6 separate regions of the Sus scrofa genome follow, and regions 1, 3, 4, 5 and 6 are each linked to region 2. The links are chromatin contacts, called in public Hi-C, HiChIP or PLAC-seq and promoter capture Hi-C maps. All regions are on one chromosome and are shown on one strand. The core of a region is the stretch at or near the end of the contact, and the rest is flanking DNA. Distances in the headings are between cores, read along the strand shown. Region 1 holds the start of GLMP (glycosylated lysosomal membrane protein). Region 2 holds the start of SYT11 (synaptotagmin-11). Region 3 holds the start of CCT3 (chaperonin containing TCP1 subunit 3). Region 4 holds the start of RUSC1 (RUN and SH3 domain-containing protein 1). Region 5 holds the start of SCAMP3 (secretory carrier membrane protein 3). Region 6 holds the start of MTX1 (metaxin 1).

The links. Promoter capture Hi-C pulls out the DNA fragments that hold promoters and counts their contacts. A called contact is a pair of places that touch in the nucleus more often than the background predicts. HiChIP or PLAC-seq counts read pairs in DNA pulled down with a chosen protein or histone mark.
Region 1: a contact with region 2 is called in a promoter capture Hi-C map of fetal skeletal muscle, with 5 times the contacts expected there. The contact joins the promoter of GLMP here to the promoter of SYT11 in region 2. A contact is called at or near these places in 1 of 5 promoter capture datasets (fetal skeletal muscle), 1 of 47 Hi-C or Micro-C datasets (skeletal muscle) and 1 of 2 datasets of contacts at active chromatin or transcription factors (alveolar macrophages).
Region 3: a contact with region 2 is called in a Hi-C map of liver, with 9 times the contacts expected there. The contact joins the promoter of CCT3 here to the promoter of SYT11 in region 2. A contact is called at or near these places in 2 of 47 Hi-C or Micro-C datasets (heart right ventricle and liver).
Region 4: a contact with region 2 is called in an H3K27ac HiChIP or PLAC-seq map of alveolar macrophages. The contact joins the promoter of RUSC1 here to the promoter of SYT11 in region 2. A contact is called at or near these places in 2 of 5 promoter capture datasets (fetal liver and liver), 2 of 47 Hi-C or Micro-C datasets (heart right ventricle and liver) and 2 of 2 datasets of contacts at active chromatin or transcription factors (alveolar macrophages and skeletal muscle).
Region 5: a contact with region 2 is called in a Hi-C map of liver, with 7 times the contacts expected there. The contact joins the promoter of SCAMP3 here to the promoter of SYT11 in region 2. A contact is called at or near these places in 1 of 5 promoter capture datasets (liver), 3 of 47 Hi-C or Micro-C datasets (heart right ventricle, liver and skeletal muscle) and 1 of 2 datasets of contacts at active chromatin or transcription factors (alveolar macrophages).
Region 6: a Hi-C map of liver shows a contact between it and region 2, with 4 times the contacts expected there. The contact joins the promoter of MTX1 here to the promoter of SYT11 in region 2. A contact is called at or near these places in 2 of 5 promoter capture datasets (fetal liver and fetal skeletal muscle), 2 of 47 Hi-C or Micro-C datasets (liver and retroperitoneal adipose tissue) and 1 of 2 datasets of contacts at active chromatin or transcription factors (skeletal muscle).

Annotation. Positions count from the first base shown.
Region 1 is chr4:93,757,491-93,760,190 of Sscrofa11.1, forward strand. GLMP (glycosylated lysosomal membrane protein) reads left to right here and starts at 1,449. Exons shown (of 5, transcript XM_005663295.3): 1 at 1,449-1,611; 2 at 2,556-2,700. The coding sequence starts at 1,492.
Region 2 is chr4:94,161,676-94,164,521 of Sscrofa11.1, forward strand. It overlaps SYT11 (synaptotagmin-11), which reads right to left and starts at 1,416. Exons shown (of 4, transcript XM_001928804.6): 1 at 1,076-1,416. The coding sequence starts at 1,109. It overlaps GON4L (GON-4-like protein), which reads left to right and starts at 212. Exons shown (of 34, transcript XM_021089699.1): 1 at 212-306.
Region 3 is chr4:93,732,638-93,735,373 of Sscrofa11.1, forward strand. It overlaps CCT3 (chaperonin containing TCP1 subunit 3), which reads left to right and starts at 1,330. Exons shown (of 14, transcript NM_001244180.1): 1 at 1,330-1,485. The coding sequence starts at 1,455. TSACC (TSSK6-activating co-chaperone protein) reads right to left here and starts at 2,392. Exons shown (of 4, transcript XM_013996980.2): 1 at 1,674-2,392; 2 at 116-175. The coding sequence starts at 152.
Region 4 is chr4:94,498,635-94,501,334 of Sscrofa11.1, forward strand. It overlaps RUSC1 (RUN and SH3 domain-containing protein 1), which reads right to left and starts at 1,359. Exons shown (of 12, transcript XM_013997003.2): 1 at 1,151-1,359; 2 at 1-467. The coding sequence starts at 381. It overlaps FDPS (farnesyl diphosphate synthase), which reads right to left. Exons shown (of 10, transcript NM_001185131.1): 8 at 2,468-2,545; 9 at 2,234-2,368; 10 at 1,561-1,761. The coding sequence ends at 1,561.
Region 5 is chr4:94,569,238-94,571,955 of Sscrofa11.1, forward strand. SCAMP3 (secretory carrier membrane protein 3) reads left to right here and starts at 1,326. Exons shown (of 9, transcript NM_001185169.1): 1 at 1,326-1,608; 2 at 1,934-2,011. The coding sequence starts at 1,543. It overlaps CLK2 (dual specificity protein kinase CLK2), which reads left to right. Exons shown (of 12, transcript XM_021089727.1): 12 at 314-847. The coding sequence ends at 499.
Region 6 is chr4:94,610,170-94,613,134 of Sscrofa11.1, forward strand. It overlaps MTX1 (metaxin 1), which reads right to left and starts at 1,270. Exons shown (of 8, transcript NM_001039750.1): 1 at 1,176-1,270. The coding sequence starts at 1,256. THBS3 (thrombospondin-3) reads left to right here and starts at 2,533. Exons shown (of 23, transcript XM_013997018.2): 1 at 2,533-2,675. The coding sequence starts at 2,597.

The DNA of each region.
Region 1 (2,700 bases), core at 199-2,698, 400 kb before region 2:
GATATATATGCTTGAGCATTGCATAGAATGTTTTTAGGAAGGATACATAAGCTGGTAATAGCGGTTGTCTCAAGGAAGGACCCAGGTTGCAGAGGAGAAGGGGTGATAATCCTTTGGTACCTTACGAATATTATACCATGTGCATTTATTTTTAGTCAAATAATTTTAGGATTAGGCTAAAAAAAAAAACCCAAATCAAAAAGTGCATTCAGTGGAGTTCCCGTCGTGGCGCAGTGGTTAACGAATCCGACTAGGAACCATGAGGTTGTGGGTTCGATCCCTGCCCTTGCTCAGTGGGTTAACGATCCGGCGTTGCTGTGAGCTGTGGTGTAGGTTGCAGACGTGGCTCGGATCCCGCGTTGGTGTGGCTCTGGCGTAGGCCAGTGGCTACAGCTCCGATTCAACCCCTAGCCTGGGAACCTCCATATGCCGCGGGAGCGGCCCAAGAAGTAGCAACAATAACAACAACAACAACAACAAAAAGGCAAAAGACAAAAAAAAAAAAAAAAAGTGCATTCAGGAGTTCCCATCGTGGCGCAGTGGTTAACGAATCTGACTAGGAACCATGAGGTTGCGGGTTCGATCCCTGCCCCTGCTCAGTGGGTTAACAATCCGACTGTGAGCTGTGGTGTAGGTTGCAGACTCAGCTTGGATCCTGCGCTGCTGTGGCTCTGGCATAGGCCGGCAGCTACAGCTCTGATTTGACCCCTAGCCTGGGAACCTCCCATATGCCGCTGGAGTGGCCCAAGAAATGGCAAAAAGACAAAAAAAAAAAAAAGCATTTGTTTAGCCAGACATCAACTCCCTTTGAAAAATACTGCTTTCATTTTCTATTTTCTGAAGTTTCTTTTCTCAACCATAAAATTGTGAGCTCTTCCAGACAAGAATGTGCATACCTGGAAACTCAGTAAATAGTAATAATTGACAAAAAGTTCCCTCTGAGGTGTGCTATCCCCTGCCCCCACCGCCCCACATTCCTTCAAATTTCCTCTGTGCCTTCCCTGCCTCAGAGTCGTTTTGCAGATTCCATTTGAATCTTGAATCCAGACAACATGCCCACTTACAGCTTAGTTTAGTGGGACAGTTGGGTAGGAGAGGTTGGGAATATTTGGGAATATGTCTGCCAATCTAGGCCAGGATGACTTGCTTGCCAGCTCAGTTGGGGATGATGAACAATGCTTAACTTTTTTTTTTTTTTCCCTTTTTTGCCACACGGTCAGTGTGCGGAAATTCCTGGGCCAGGGATCGAACCTACGCCGCACAGCAGCAACCAGAGCCACAGCAGTGAGAACATAGGATTCTCAACGCGCTAGGCCATCAGAGAACTCTCCGCTTAACCTTTCTGATTCTATTCTCACGCAAGCCTAAATCTGAGTTAAGGGAGGCGGTCTCTTTAAGAACTGCTGTGATGGCCCCGCCCTTTAAAGAGATCAGCTGAATCTCTGAGTCATATGACCCAGCGTCTCTTCCGCCCTCTGAAGTTAGAACTGCATGGGTAGCTGTGAGGAGCCCTGCCGGGGTTGGGGGCACTATGTCCCCAGCCCCGTGCTCCTCCTGAGTCTACTTCTGACAGCAGCTCCTTTTGGCCTGCTGGGGGAGGAAACCCGCCAGGTGAGGGACTAGAGCAATCCTGTTTCAGGATGTGCTGCCTTGAAGGGTGGTTGGAATCTAGGATAACCGAGAGGTGGGGGTGGAGGGTGCTTGCATTGAGAAGAGTTTCTTCAACCCTGGGGGTGGGGACAGCCATGGATCATGGGACAGAATTGAGAAGTAGGATGTATGAGGGCTTCCTGTCTTCCCGGGAAATCTGAACTCTGACTTAGCCCTGAGTAAGCCAGATCCAGGCAAGTATTGGATTTTTTTTTTTTTTTTCTTCTCTCAGCCCTGTGTCCTTATCTCTCCACTAGAGTCAAGGCCGTTTTCTCTACCCACCTCTCCTTACAGCAGGAATCTCTTAGCTCCCACAAGCATTGCTCTTGCCTAGGCCCCAAGGTCCCACCGTTTCCCCATCATTTCCCAAGCCCCCTTCCCTGTCCCCAAACATCTGCCCTGTGTCTCTCCCTGATCCTGTTCCCTTGACCCTCCCACTACTCCATGTTCTAGGTGTCTCTGGAGGTCATCTCTGACGGGCTGGACCCTCCCCAGAACCTGCTTCATATCCATGCAGTGGGTACCAACTCCACACTGCACTATGTGTGGAGCAGCCTAGGGCCCCCAGCAGTGCTACTAGTGGCCACCAATACCCCCCACAGCACCCTGCGTGTGAACTGGAGCCTCCTGATCTCCTCTGACCCTGAAGGGAGCTTGATGGTGCTCCCCAAAGACAGCATCCAATTTTCTTCTGCCGTTGTCTTTACCAGGGTGAGGAGGTTGGGGGAAACCGAAGGGAATCAGTACAGAGGAGAGACTTCATTTGAGTTAGAGAAACTGAAGACTGGGGGTAGATGAAATAGAGGTATGAGAGCCGGGGGTGGGGGGCAGTGACTTGGGGGGTGGTGACTCAGGAGAAACCTGGACTCTGGCAAGCCCAGTCCCTCCTCACCCCCACCCGCCAGCTGTTTGAATTTGACAGCACCAACACATCCGATGCAGTGACAAAGCCTCCAAGAAAATCGTATCCTCCGTATTCCTTGGCTGAGTTCTCTTGGAACAACATCACTGATTCATTGGATCCTGCCACCCTGAGTGCCACATTTCGAG
Region 2 (2,846 bases), core at 166-2,665:
TATTTTTGGTCCAGGAAAGCATAGCACAGGAAGTTTGCTACCCTAGCACATTTTGGAGGAATCTCCCAAGAGGAAAAACTTTGCTTCTTCTCGAGCTTCTCTTTCCCATCTGCTTCCCTATTTTCCACCCCACTCGCTGCTCCAGGGAGCGTAACTGATCTCCGAGCCCGTAGGGCTGGGTCGGGGACCAGCGGCTCCGAGATGACGTAATGCTTTCTCTGGTACACAAAGCGGCCTCCCCAGGGCTCAGCCTTTTTCGCCCCTCCCCCTCCGGCCTGGATCAGGCCCCCGCCAGCACCAGAGCGGGTGAGTCCCCCTTTTTGAAAAACCAGTCTAGGGAAACAGGGAACAAAGGCCCGGGAAGAAGAGCCTAGGCGCTGCCAGGAGGCCCAGAAATAGACATCACGTCATCCCCTAGCCCAGCAGCGCCAAGCGCCATTTGGTAGCATAGGAGGACCCCACCATTACGATGCAGAATAGAAATTGCAGGGCTCACGTTTTCTCCTAGCCCCAGCATCCAGCTGACCGGCTTAAGGAGTGGCTTGCTTTTGGCTCTCCACCCCCGCACCCTTCTCTCCCCAGAGGCCGCCACCTCCCCTGGCTCCCAGCCACACAGCCCACAGTCTCCAAGCTGCCATCTTGATGCCCCATCCCCTTGCCACCTCCCTCCCCCGCAGCCCTGAAGGAGTGGGAGGAGGAGGAAGGGGCACCGCCCTGCGTGCCCCAAGGGGGAGGGCTCGGCCTACCCCACCTCTCCTCCCCCAGAAGGAGGGGTTCACATCCTCCGCAAGCTCTCTGTTTCTCACCTCCAGCAGTGCTGACAGTGCACCATACAAGGTTTTAGCATCCCGAACCTCCCCAACCTCGGTGTGGCTCTGGCCTTCCCAGCCCCTGCAGCCCATAGCTCAAGTTCAGGTCTGCCCACTGCCTACTACGCATCACCACAGGCCCGATTTTAGAGCGGATAGCACCTGAAGGTCCTGGTCTTGGTTTCACTCTCTGCCCAGCCCCTGGGCTCCCTTGGTTTTGCAACGGTTTCGCCTACCCCAAGCTTAGTTTGCCAGATTCTACTTACCAAAGCTAGGTCGGATATTGGTGATCTCAGCCATGTCGTAATCGGAGGCTATTGCTATTAACGCGTTTGCACTGGTCAGGCAACTCTGGGAACCTCCGGTCAGTACCTAGGCCGCCGCTGCAGAGCGCTAGGTCAGGGGAGGGGGAAGGTATCTGGCGGACGCCTCCTGCGACGGTCTGGTCCCTGGTTGCCAGCTGCGGTCGCCTCTTAAGATGCTCCAGGGATGCTCTGAGCTAAGGATGCAGGTGCAGCCAGACTGGTCCTGATGCGAGGTAGGCCCCGCCTTCTTCCGAACGACCCTCGGCAGAAGGCTCCGCCTCTGTCCGAAAAGTTCCGGAAGGCAAGACCCGCCCCTTTCCGGAAGACCTCTGGGAGGGGCCCTCTCCCTTCGCCAAGATTTCCAGAGAATGAGACCCCGCCCACTAATGGGTTGTGGGTCTGTAAGGCGAAAACTCTGCGGCCTAAGAAGTGTAGGTAGGTATTTTATCATATGAGAGCCTATAGATCTTGTGATTCCGGTTCCCTGGGCTTAATATAGTAACTGAATATTCTGGCCGAGGGGGACCCAGGATTTTGGAAAAACAAAATTCTATCTTGCCTACATTCAGTATCAATTGCAATTATTATAAGTTTATGAGACCACTAAAGAATATTTTGAAACCTTTCTTAAACTTCAGAAACTCTGATTAAAGACCAAACGTGGTGATGGTTGCAGAGTTCTGAAAATTTAGTGAAAATAATTTAATTGTATAAGTAAAACGGCTGGGTTTTGTGGTGTGTAGATTGAAACTGTTTTAAAAAAGGACTAATGAAGAGTGCCAAAGTTAATCAGTGTTGGATATTTCTCTTGTAAAAGCTTCAAGTGCTTAGGGCTGCTTAGAGAAGTTTGAGAGAGAGAGTGAGGGAGGGATGGAGGAAGAGAGAAAGAGAAGTATGGAGAGAGGCAGTGAAAACCAACAGATCCGTGTATTCTGTAGATCCAAAAGCAGGACACAAATGAAACTCCAAGCTTCTAGAGACTTCCTTGGCATTCGGAAGGTTTAGGGTGATTCAGGTTACCGTCAGACTACTGCAGGTTATCTCCATGATTACATCAATTTCGTCATTCATTTTGGTTGTGGTTACTTTCATCCTATCCGATTCTGTTTACAGACAGGATCAGGTCAGGTAGATTATTTAAATGCATAAATATTTGGTGGTGGTTCACCTGTAAAGTGAGAGAGTTGAATGTATTTTTCCAGCTTTGACATTTTGTCCTTCTTGAAAAGAGGAAAAGAACATGGTTCTAGGAGTCATTCATTCATTCAAAACACATGTATTGAATTTATTGAACATTGACTATGTCCCAGGCACCATCCTGGACACCGGATTAATGCATTAGAAGCTAGAGTGAGGCTACTGGATTCCCTCTCACAGCTAGTTATCTTTGTGAAATCATCTACCCAGTTGAGCCAAAAATTTGTCCTGCGGAAATTGGAAGGTATAATATCCACTGTGCCACAGGATTTATTGTGAAGATCAAATCACCTTTGATAACGTAAGTGAAAGCATTCTGTTAAATGCGGAGTGTTTTATAGATATGAATAATTATAATTTATAATTATGGATTGAGTCCAAGTCTGCCTTAGCTTTATTCAGGAAACTGCAGTTTGTAACCTAGGGATTCCTCTTTCTGAAATTTTATGAATTCCCCGTTTCCCTGGTCCCATATTCCAGGTGTCTCGTGGCGAGAAGGATTAGTTGTCAAATTAAATCGCTGAACCTTAATCCA
Region 3 (2,736 bases), core at 80-2,579, 430 kb before region 2:
CGAACCTGTGTCCTCATGGATACTAATCAGATTTGTTCGTTTCTGCTGAGCCACGACGGGAACTCCAATCAAAGTCTGGTTTTAAGGGAAAGGAAGCAGGGCCTCTGACACACACCTCTTCTGTTAGTAGGATGACTAGAATGCTGCTCCATCTGAACACCTACAGGTGTGGTGCCTGGGAAAGAATCACAACATCACATGACCAACAACCCATGCTATTATTTTACTATTAACAATTTCATATAAGTTCTCCCCAGCACATATCAGGCTGCTCCAGTTTGGGAAGGAAAAAGTATGAAAGGGTGTGTACTGTTCTATTTTATGGCCAAACATAAGTAACTGTTCTTGAATTGTTCGTGCTCTCATCCTTTCACTAAAAAACAAAACAAAACAAAAAACTGTTTCTAGTAATGTTTCTTTTCTCTGGACAAAACAGTACTTTAACTACGCCCAAACTTTAAGCGTCTCCTAAAAATGTGGGCAAATACTGTGTTCTCCCCTAGTTTTGATTTCTGCGGGATCAGCCCTTTTCCTATCCTGTAAGGTAACTTAAAAACTCTGGTTCTCCAACATCTCTAATGGACCAGTAGCTGAGGGCATGAGGAGGGCAGGGGAAAGAATGGACACGGATAAAGAAAATCTGAGAGCACTAGAGGAAAACACTTGAGAAAATGTTTTACATAGGATAACTCGAGGGGTCGGTAAGCCAGCACTCTCAGGTACCATTCACGGCCTCAATAGATAGTATTTGCCTAAGAGGGAAAGGTCCATGCATAGGAACGAGTCAGAGGCAGTAAACCACAACTCCCAGCGTGCCCAGAAGGCTAGTTACCGCCCAGCTCAGTCTGATCGGACTACAACTCCCATTCCACCCCGCATCAAAGGGGCCAGGTGTTCTCTCAACTGCCGGTTTAGGTCCCGCCCCTTCTAGTCCTCCCCGTAGCCAAAGCTGGAACGAAAGCATGGAAACTGTCAAGTCATTCTCCACCTTGGCGTCCGAAAGGAGTCGAGACGCATGAGTTTAATGACCTCACCTGCGGTGTTAATGGAAAGCCTCTACCCCAGCACCCACCCTTATAGTTGACACACATGCGCAGTGGCGTTCCGGCCAACTACCCGATCCTTGGCGCTTGCGCCAAGGTTCGCGCCGCACGCGGCCGGGAGCGGCCACCCCATTGCGCAAGCGCCTCTGCCCTCTCATTGCCATCACCGTGCTCTCTCTACCTAGCTTGCCCCGCGTTCTTGCGTAGGGGGCGGGGCTAAGAATGTCAATTGGCCTGTTTCCGTGCCGGTCAGTGAGATGGGTGCGGTGATTGGGGGCGCCCGGGAGGGTAGCGGGGTTGGGTGTAAGCCCTGAGGAGGCAGCGTTTTCTGGGCTTCTCGCTGGTTCTCTCTCTCCAGAAGGTTCTGCCGGTTCCCCCTGCTTTGGGTACCCGGCTCTGCATCGCGCCGCCATGATGGGCCATCGTCCGGTGCTCGTGCTTAGTGAGTTTTGGGAAAGCTGGGGAAGGGACCCCCTCTTCATCTCCCTCTTTCGGCACTTTACAGCCTTGCCTCAGCCCAGTCCCGCCCTGGTCCGGCCCCTGAGCCTTCCAGTCGTTCATTTTGGAAGCCCCTTCTGCTTTCCTGTCTACCCTTAACGTATTCCCATGTCTACACAAACGCAAACTGACCTTTCTCTCTCGAGCCTCATTTTTCCGGGCTCTGGCCTCGGGAAGATGCTTCCCACTCGGCATTCTGTTCTTCACCTCCAACCCCCGCCCTTGCAACCTTCTTTGAGTGATTTTCAGTGTGCAGTTTTGTGACTAACGGCTTTTAAGTTTGGCCTAGCATTTTAACCTTGGCCCATCCCTTAGTAGTGGTGTGGCGTCAGCCACGTTGTTTGATTGAAACGTTTCCATCTTTATTATTAGGATTAACTATTTTCCCGTAAGATTGTGACTCAAGTGAGATAAGTAGAGACAATTGCTTAAAAGAGCGAGTGGTAGCCTTGGTTATTTGTATTTTCAGTAATTGTCCTCTTGAATTTCCATTCTGCAACTTCTGTTCCTCAAGTAACCCTACCTTCCTCACTGGTTTATCTTAGATGTAGTTATTCCCTTGATATCCCCTCCGTGGTAATCTTTCCCACTTACCAACTGAGTTTTCCCACATTTTTCCATTGGGTCTCTTTACCTATGGGGAATGAGTCGCATTTCTGTTGTCTTCCTCGGGTATGTTTCTGTTCTGTGTAATCTCAGCCTTATTAGTCATTTTCCGTCCCTCTCTTATGCGTGTAGAATGCTATCGATTTTCTGTATACCTGGAAAATAACTGTTTGCAAACAAGAATCCACTTAACCCAGAAAAAAAAACCAATTTTTTTCTGATGAATCCAATCAGAAAGGTCCATGCAGGATTTTGGTTATCAGTGCCTGAAATAGGAATCTAAATCCTGAGAACTGTGAATGAATGTTTAGGTTTGATGGGTGGGAAATTTTACAACAAACTGTAGGGAAGTATAATTTGGAGAGAGGAGTGAAATAAACATTCTTTTGATTCAGGTATAGCCATTGAGAGGGCCCTAAGGTGAGTAGTGCGTTGTTCAGCTCTTTTGAGGTCGGAGTTAATCCCTTGCATTAGCGGCCCTAACCTATTAGACTTCCTATTAAAACATGTAGGTCACACTTACTGATGGTCAGTGGGTTCCTGAGGCATTCTGGTTATGTCCAAGCATGAAGTGATTGTATCTCGCAAA
Region 4 (2,700 bases), core at 109-2,608, 340 kb after region 2:
AGGGAGCTCCCTGGAGTAGACTGAGATGGGGGACTCATCCGGGCTAAAATCTGAGCAGGAGCTGAGAGAGGAGGAGCAGCCTGGGTCCGAGGGAGAGGCAGCCCCCTCTTCTTCCTGTGCTGGGACCTGCCGGTTTTCTAGGCCTGGCCCGTGCTCCTGGCAGCATCGGCAGGGCACGGCTGGGCTGTTGGAATTGGCGTCCACCAGGGTCCCGCTGCAAGGCCCTCGGCTCTCCTTACCCCCGGTGTCCCCTGGGGGAGGGGATGTGCTCAAGGGCCCCTCTCGTAGCTCCGGACGGCGGGACAAGTGCAGGCCCAGAGAGACATGCTGGAGGTGGATGTGGTTGAGGTTGCAGAGTAAAGCCCTCTGAGGGGACAGCATGGTGCCGGCGGCGACGGGGTAGCCTCTAGAGAATGAGGAGGCTCAGGCCTCTCACATCCACCTACCTGGCAACAGCAGACGCAGACCTAGAAGACAGGGATGGTGAAACCAGCAGTGAGGGTGCGGGCCGCAGGAAGGACGCTGAGGTGACTGATGGCTGGAGCAGGCCTGGAAAGGCGCCTTAAACAATATTTAGATGAGATGCAAACAGACATCAACTGGCCATTAGCATCCGCTGCAGTGTTTGCAGGTGGAGTCGACTGTAACCTCCTGGGAATGGGGCGGGACGGGTTAGAGAATGCGGCTGCGTTCTCAGTCTCCTTGGAGGTGCAGGGGCTTGTAAAAGGATGGGGCCAGGCTGAGAATGGCCCCGGGATCCACTCTACTGCAATCTGGCCCTGCCCCCAGAATGCCCCTCACTCCCAGAAGGGGCCGAGAGGCCCCGCCCAGATGCTCTGAAATGAGAGGGGGAGGCGCGTCTGGCTGGTTAATGCAGGAAAGGGGCGGGCGTGGGGGGAAGGACGAAGCAGCCATCAGCATGTCAACGCAGCCTGGCAGGTCGGCCCGCATAGAACCCGGGCTCCAGCCCACAGCAGCTGTGCACCTTCATCCAGCTCCGAGAACCTGCATGTCTTTCCATTCTCTCTGCAGTTGTCTCCATCGTCCAGCTACCACCCCGCCCCTTGTCTATTCATTTTTCACTGCTCCCCCTCTCCTGCCCCACCCCACGTGCCCTATCCCTCCAGCCACACCCAAAGGCCATCCTCACCAGGGTCCTCCTGCAACCGCTCCGCAGCGGCGTCGGGGATCCTCTGTGGCTCCCACGGACCCCGCCCAGCCCACACAGACTGGAGGGGAGGGGCGCTGGCACAACCGGCCAGCGCTGCGCAGCCGCGCCCCTTCACGCATGGGCGGGGCGTGACCGAGACCCAGCCCCCAGCGCTTGACGTCTTGCCCGGCACCCACCCAGGCCCAGGTCGACTGCTTTTGAGGGCTTTGAGCATTCGATCCCGGGCAGATCCTAAAGCCAAAGCCCACAGTCCCGGTTTCCACGCAGCTACCCTCCACCCTGCCTATTCTGGACACAGCTGCGCCCCTGGCTGGCAAAAAAACAGGAACGGAACCGGAGGTTAGATAGTAATTTATTGAGAGCCCCCCCTCCCACCTTCAGTCTCTGGGCTACTTTCTTCTCTTGTAGATCTTGTGTGCCAGCTCCAGGAAGATGGCCGGGGGCAGGGGCGCAGCATACTGCTCGATGAGACCCATCAGGTGGCTGTAACTGTCTTCCTCGTACTGCAGGAACACTGCCTGCAGATTCATCTCCTCATACAGCGCCTTCACCCGGGCCACCTTCTCAGCATCCTTCTGCCCATAGTTCTCCTGGAGCGTTGGAGGCAGGAAAGTGGGCCTGTTAGCCTTCCCTCAACACCTCCAGGTCCCCTCCACTCCCCTCATCTGGATATTCCAGAACATCTTCAATGCCATTCCCACCATCGCTGTCTCCAATTTCAAGTGTCTCCGAGTATCTAGGATCGTGAACTTCTCCCTCCCCGCCCCAAATGCTAGGAGACTGGTTCAGCCCTCAGCTTCCTCTATCCCTGGATTTCTCAACCCTTGGCACTACTGAAATTTTTTGGCCAGATAACTTGGTGTGGGAAGCTGCACGTTTGGCAGCTCCGCTGGGTTGCTAACCACTAGAGAGATGTGTGGCACATGCACACACCGAGTTATAACAAGATGTCTCTTGACATTGCCCAACACCCCCTGTGGTGCAAAATCACCCCTACTGCAGAACCACTAGCTCAATCCCCCTTTTCGGCAGCTCAGGGATCCACAGCCCGCTCTGGGGCACCTGCAGGATTTGGCGCTGCTCCGGAGAGGCCCGCTGCAGACACTGAACCACCAGCCAGCTGCACTTGTTGTCCTGGATGTCTGTGCCGATCTTGCCTGTCACGCTGGGGTCCCCAAAGAGGTCGAGGTAATCGTCCTGGGGTGGGTGGGGAGACGACAAAGGAGGAATGAAGAGGCGCCGAGACAAGAAGAAAAGTCGGAGCCTGTTCGCTGCTGGCGCCTCACGCCTTCCTACCTGAATCTGAAAGAACTCTCCCATCTCCATCAGGATCTTCTTGGCATTGGCGTGCTCCTTCTCCCCGTCAATGCCTGCCTGAGGTGAAAAGGGAATTGACAAGCCACACCCCAGAGGTGCCTTCATCTTCCTGGCTGCTTCCTTCCACAAGCTCGTGCTCCCGTGCAGCCCCTAATCTTCTCTCTCCTTTCAGACATCCCTGATCCACGGTCCAGCCTCTAGCCCACTTATGT
Region 5 (2,718 bases), core at 76-2,575, 410 kb after region 2:
GTCCTGGATTCTTTAGGTCAGACAGAAAAGCATAAACTACCTTTGAAGAGCTTACTTTTTAATGAGGAGCTAAAGAAGATTCCTGAAGTTGACAAGGATATACAAGTAGAACTTTCAAAAAGTATGAAGGAATAATGGTGCTAGTGGGAAGGTAGAACATCAGAAATGGTTACAGTGTGGTCATGGTTAGGTAGCATTCGTAACGGTTGTCCGCAGAGCCTTGGTCCTCCAGGATTGGAAGCCAGGGCCTTGAAGAAGAAGGCAGGGTTTGTAAGGCATCGTGCCTCACCTTTTTCCTGCCCTCCACCACCAGCGGTATCTGACCTCAGAGGCAGAAGAACACCACCAGCTCTTCGATCTGATTGAAAGCATGCTAGAATATGAACCTGCTAAGCGGCTGACCTTGGGTGAAGCCCTTCAGCACCCTTTCTTCGCCCGCCTTCGGGCTGAGCCACCTAACGCCAAGTTGTGGGACTCCAGTCGGGATATCAGTCGGTGACGATCAGGCCCTGGGCCCCCCTGCGTTTCTGACAGCAGTGGGTGTCCAGTCCAGGACACTGGTGCTTTTTTATACAAGAGAACAGAACCGGAGCCCACTCCTTCCTCCTGGCTCCGTGTGTACCTGTGAATATGTGAAATAGTGTAAATATGAAAGAACTTAATACCTATTGCTTCAACCCCTGCCTTGTACATAATGCTGTCCCATCTCACACTCTTCCCGCCCTCACCTGCCCCTTCACAGTTGAGTTGGATGGGGGCAGAATGAGGTAACCAGGTGGCATCAATCCCATGTTTTATAAGGAATTTTGTACAGTCTTTGTGAAATAAAATGACGTGCTTCATCGGACCCCCCTCCCTGGAGTTTGAGGTTTGGGGGGATGCTGGGGTGGAGGGATTGTCAACAAAGGGAGTCCCATCTTACCCTGCGACATTAATCATAGGCTGCCAGTTTATCTGCCCAGTCTGTCTCAGGAGAGTAGTAATGAGTAAGGTAAGATTTCTTGGTTAGAATGAAGGGCTAATGAAGCACTTTGATCTGGAATGACGAGTTGGGAAAGAAGTTCCGATTACTATAGCTGTTAGGCCGGGCCCCAGGATAGAGCCAGAAATCCAGATTTAAAACTTACTCAATAGAGCTCCTGGCAGGCGGCCGCCGCCACCTCCACCACCACCGGCGGGTAGGTCTCCCGTCGCAACTCTCCCAAGGCTAGGATAGACTCAGGTTCTGACGCTAGGCCCGCTGGGAGGTGTAGTTCATTAGTTGAGGGACGTCACATGACGTAGGGGCGGTACTTGGCTACCGGCAACGAGAGTTGTCACGTGGGGCACTTCCTTCTTTGCTTTTAGCCGAGACGCAGGCGCAACTCGCGGCTGCTGCGGGGATCCTTGTGACCCTTCCGGTCGGTACAGCCAATCCGTGCACAGAGAAGCGGGGCGGACCGAGAGGAGCGGAGCGGAGGGAGCTCTTGAGAGCCACGGCCGCCGCCACTGCCGCGGCAGGGGCGTGGAGGGCAGGGGGCGGCCCGGGCCGCGGTTGCAAACATGGCTCAAAGCAGAGATGGTGGAAACCCCTTCGCCGAGCCCGGCGAGCTTGACAACCCCTTTCAGGTGACTTGCGCCGGCCTCCTTGGGGCATCCTGGGGGACTTCTCGGTTCTAGAGGGTCGGGCTAACTTGTATTCCCATTCTTGACATTTGATCTGAGCAAGGGCCGCCACGTGGGAGTGACGATCAGTGAGCACCTGGGGGGCGGGCCCTGCCCCCGATAAGGAGCTGGTACTGGCAGTGTGGGGTGAAGGATTGGGAGCAGATACTGGGACAACAACGTGGCCTCCAAGCTGCAGTCCTTGCAGCCACAGGCAATTGAGAAGAGGCTCCTGTGAGTTCCTCCAGAGGCACCAGGTGCCAGCTGAGCCCCAGATCTCTGCCCACAGGACCCAGCTGTGATCCAGCACCGACCCAGCCCGCAGTATGCCACGCTTGACGTCTACAACCCTTTTGAGACCCGGGAGGTGAGATTCTGAAGAGCACAGGAGGGCCAGGAAGATTAGGGTATGCCAACAAGTCCACTCTGTTGGGGTACAGTGGACTTGTTTGCACGCGAAGGAAGGAAGAAGCAGGGTGATCTTAGCTCCCTGAGAAGCCAGTCTTCCATGGGATGTCTGAACCTTCTAAAGACACCAAGACCAAAGATCCATGTGGTTTGAGCTCTAAATATCGGTCCTGGGAGAAAGAACCTGGAGTCTCTTAGTGCCTGAACCAAGGCTCTGTCTAGGGAGGCTTCTTTAGAGATGAAAAGGGATGGGGCTGTTTGGAGTTGAGGAGAAAACGATCTATGCTTAGGTGTACAATTCGAAAGCAAGAAACGAAAGTGACTAGACCTGTTTATCTCGTGGGAATGGAAAATGCTAAGAGTTTTCAGAAGTTAAGGAGGTAGCTGGAGCTCTCCCGTGCTGCAGCTGCAGCAGGTTAAGGATCTGGTGTTGTCACTGCAGCAGCTCAGGGCAGTTTTTTTGTTTTGTTTTGTTTTGTTTTTTTTGTCTTTTTGCCATTTCTTTGGCCGCTCCCACGGCATATGGAGGTTCCCAGGCTAGGGGTCTAATCGGAGCTGTAGCCGCCAGCCTATGCCAGAGCCACAGCCAACAGAGGATCCGAGCTGCATCGCTTAGGTCCATTTTAAGGAGGTAGGTCCAGTAGATGAATGCTTTGAGTTCTGGCT
Region 6 (2,965 bases), core at 20-2,519, 450 kb after region 2:
GAATACCTTTTGTGTTATGCCCTATGCTTCATAATTGCCTTACCAAAAAAAAAAAAAAAAAAGTTGACATTATGTTCTTTTTTTTTTTTTTTTGTCTTTCTGCCATTTCTTGGGCTGCTCCCTCGGCATCTGGAGGTTCCCAGGCTAGGGGTCAAATCGGAGCTGTAGCCGCCGGCCTACACCAGAGCCACAGCAACTCGGGATCCGAGCTGTGTCGACAACCTACAGCTCACGGCAACACCGGATCCTTAACCCACTGAGTGAGGCCAGGGATCGAACCCACAACCTCATGGTTCCTAGTCGGATTCATTAACCACTCCGCCAAACGGGAACTCCTATGTTCCCATTTTACAGTGGGTAACACAGGGCTCAGAGAGATGATGGACATGTCCATGATTACAAGTCAGCCAGAAAAATCCTTTCCTCTACCTTCTTTCCTGCCATTTCCCGGTGAACACTTAACCTCATTTGGAAGCACTGACCATGCCTTTCTTTGGAGTCTCTATGGACTGTTCATACTTATAACTTAGCACCAGAACATTTTATTACACTTATTTGCTGACATGTCTACCTTTCTGTAAACACCACCAGGGGAGGGACCACATGCTATTTATCTTTGCATGCCAATGTTTGGTATTTGTAAGATGCCTAATACATGCTTATTAAATGAAAGAGTGAATGAATGAGTGAACTAGTCTGACTCCAAAGCTCTATCTACAGAGCCTGGCTGTGGGCTTTTTGGTTCAATGAACAATAACCTCAGTCAGTGCTGTTGAATGAGGAGGAGGAGGGAGGGAGGTTGAGAAGGCAGAGACCTGCGGAGTCGGAGAACTCTGAGATCGTCCAGCCTCAGTAAACAAGCGGATGAAGAAAACAGCGCCCAGAGAGAAGGGATCGCTCCAAGGTCACACAGCCAATAAATGGACATGCGAGAACTAAAACTCATCTCCTGAACCTCTGACCAGCACCCGTTCCATTGCCAAACAAAAACTAGGCTGCTAATGGCAAAGGACACGGTATGTGAGTCCATACTGGCCAGGCACGCTCTTTGATTGCCTCAGTTTCCCCCAATGCGCCCGTGCTGAGGCGCCCTGGCAAAATCCGGTGATTGGCTAGTCCGAGCCCCCTCCCCAGTCCTCCAGGGCGCAGCAGAGGGCGCTGGCGCCACCCCTCACCAGCACGGCCAGACTGTCCAGGTCCACGGACGGCAGCCCCCAGCCCCCTGACCAGCAGAACAGCTCCATGGGCGCCGCCATCTTGCCCGCCCTTTGTCCCGGAAGCACCTCCCCCTGCGCTTCAGCCCTCCTCCGCGCGGATCCGCCCCCCGCCCCTACGACTGTTCACAGTGGGGAGCTGGGGGGAGGCCCTCGGGAAGGCGCTGCTTATCCCAGCCCAGAAGGCGGCCTGACGGCGTGGGGCGGAACCGAAGGCTTCGGGGGAGGGCGGCAGCGGTCCGATCCACAGGCGGCTCGCGAAGGGGGGAAGGGCTTTCATCCCGGCGCGCCTAAGAGAGTCCCGGAGCCTTGGCCGAGGGGAGCCCCGAGCCTCTGAAGGCTCAGCGGGCCCAGAAGGGGGCTTTGGGCTCCTGGGCAGGCTCTGGGTGCCCTCACAGATCTGCAAGAGGTCTGGGCTGCTTCGGGCCCCCTCAGGGCTCGGCCCCGAGCGGGGGCTGCGGGGGGGGTCCCCCGAGCCGCATGTTTTCCACAGCGCGTTATGTTTGGAGCCGGCCCCGCGCCTCCTGTCGCCATGGAAACAAAACAGGGGCGGTGGCGGAGGCCGAAGCTAGGCCGGGCTGGGGCCTGGGTGGGGGGAGGGGAGGTGGGGCTCTGGGACTGTTGCCTTGGCAACGGGAACCGAGGCGCCCCTCCGTTTCATCCGGGTCGTGGCCTGTCTGCCTGTACCCCCAAGTGTTCTCAGTCTGCCCCCCGGCCCCTGGCCTGTCCTCTGGTCTCCTCCTGTCCTTGGCGTCCCTTTCCCTATTTCTTCACTCCAGCCTCACTGACCACTGTTGTAGACTTTCCCTCCAGTTTCCACCAGACTCTTCTAGACTCCCAGGTTTTCCTAGTAATGAAGGAAAGTGGAAGCACAGGGACAAGGCATGGGACCATCACCCTAATAAAGAGCACTTGCTCTGTCGGAGGAGCAAACGTCATGCCATGTGGGCATCCCCTGGGCACTATAGCAAGCTAGTTTCAGCCACTCCCTTGGAATTCTCTCGTACCAGCTGTGGAATAATGCTCACTGTCTGGCACTGCCCCTGCCAAAGTTGCCTGCCTTCCCCAACTGTGGCTTCCAGAAGACAGTAGCATTCGGTAGCAACCCCCAAGAGCGAGATGCAGGGGAGAGGGAGGCACCTGGGGGAGAGCACCATTAGGGAGAGGCGCGAGGCAAGGAGGCCTCCAGGACTCTTCCTCAGTGCCCCTGGTTCCCGGAGCTGAGGATGCCTCCAGGGTGATTGGCAGCTCTTTGTTTCAGCCCCCCCTCACCGCCTGCCGGCCCCCCCCTCCAGTCCCTCCGCCCCCCTCTCCTGCTCTCCGCCTAGCCTTTTCCCCTCCCAGCCGCCTGCCTGCCAGGGGTAGTGAGCCGGCTGAGCGGCATGGAGACGCAGGAACTTCGGGGGGCCCTGGCTCTTCTCTTCCTTTGCACTTTCGCATCTGCCAGTCAGGACCTGCAGGGTAAGCCAGTACCAATTCTCAGAGCCCCCTCTCTGCCTCCTCCCCACTTGCCCCCAGCCTAGTAGCAGGGAACATGTGGGCAAGGGGAGAGGGGAGAGTCCTGAAATTGAACCGGAGGGAAGAGTTGATGAAATTATGATCCTGTGGGGAGGAGCTGACACCAGAAGGTGGCGGATGAGTGGGAACTGGCCAGGGTCAGCATGAGGCCAGGGCTGTGGACTCAGGAGGCAGGATGCTAGGGCTGCCTGGCTGGTTTGGTGTCTGAGCATCCCCAGACACTCCAGGGTCTG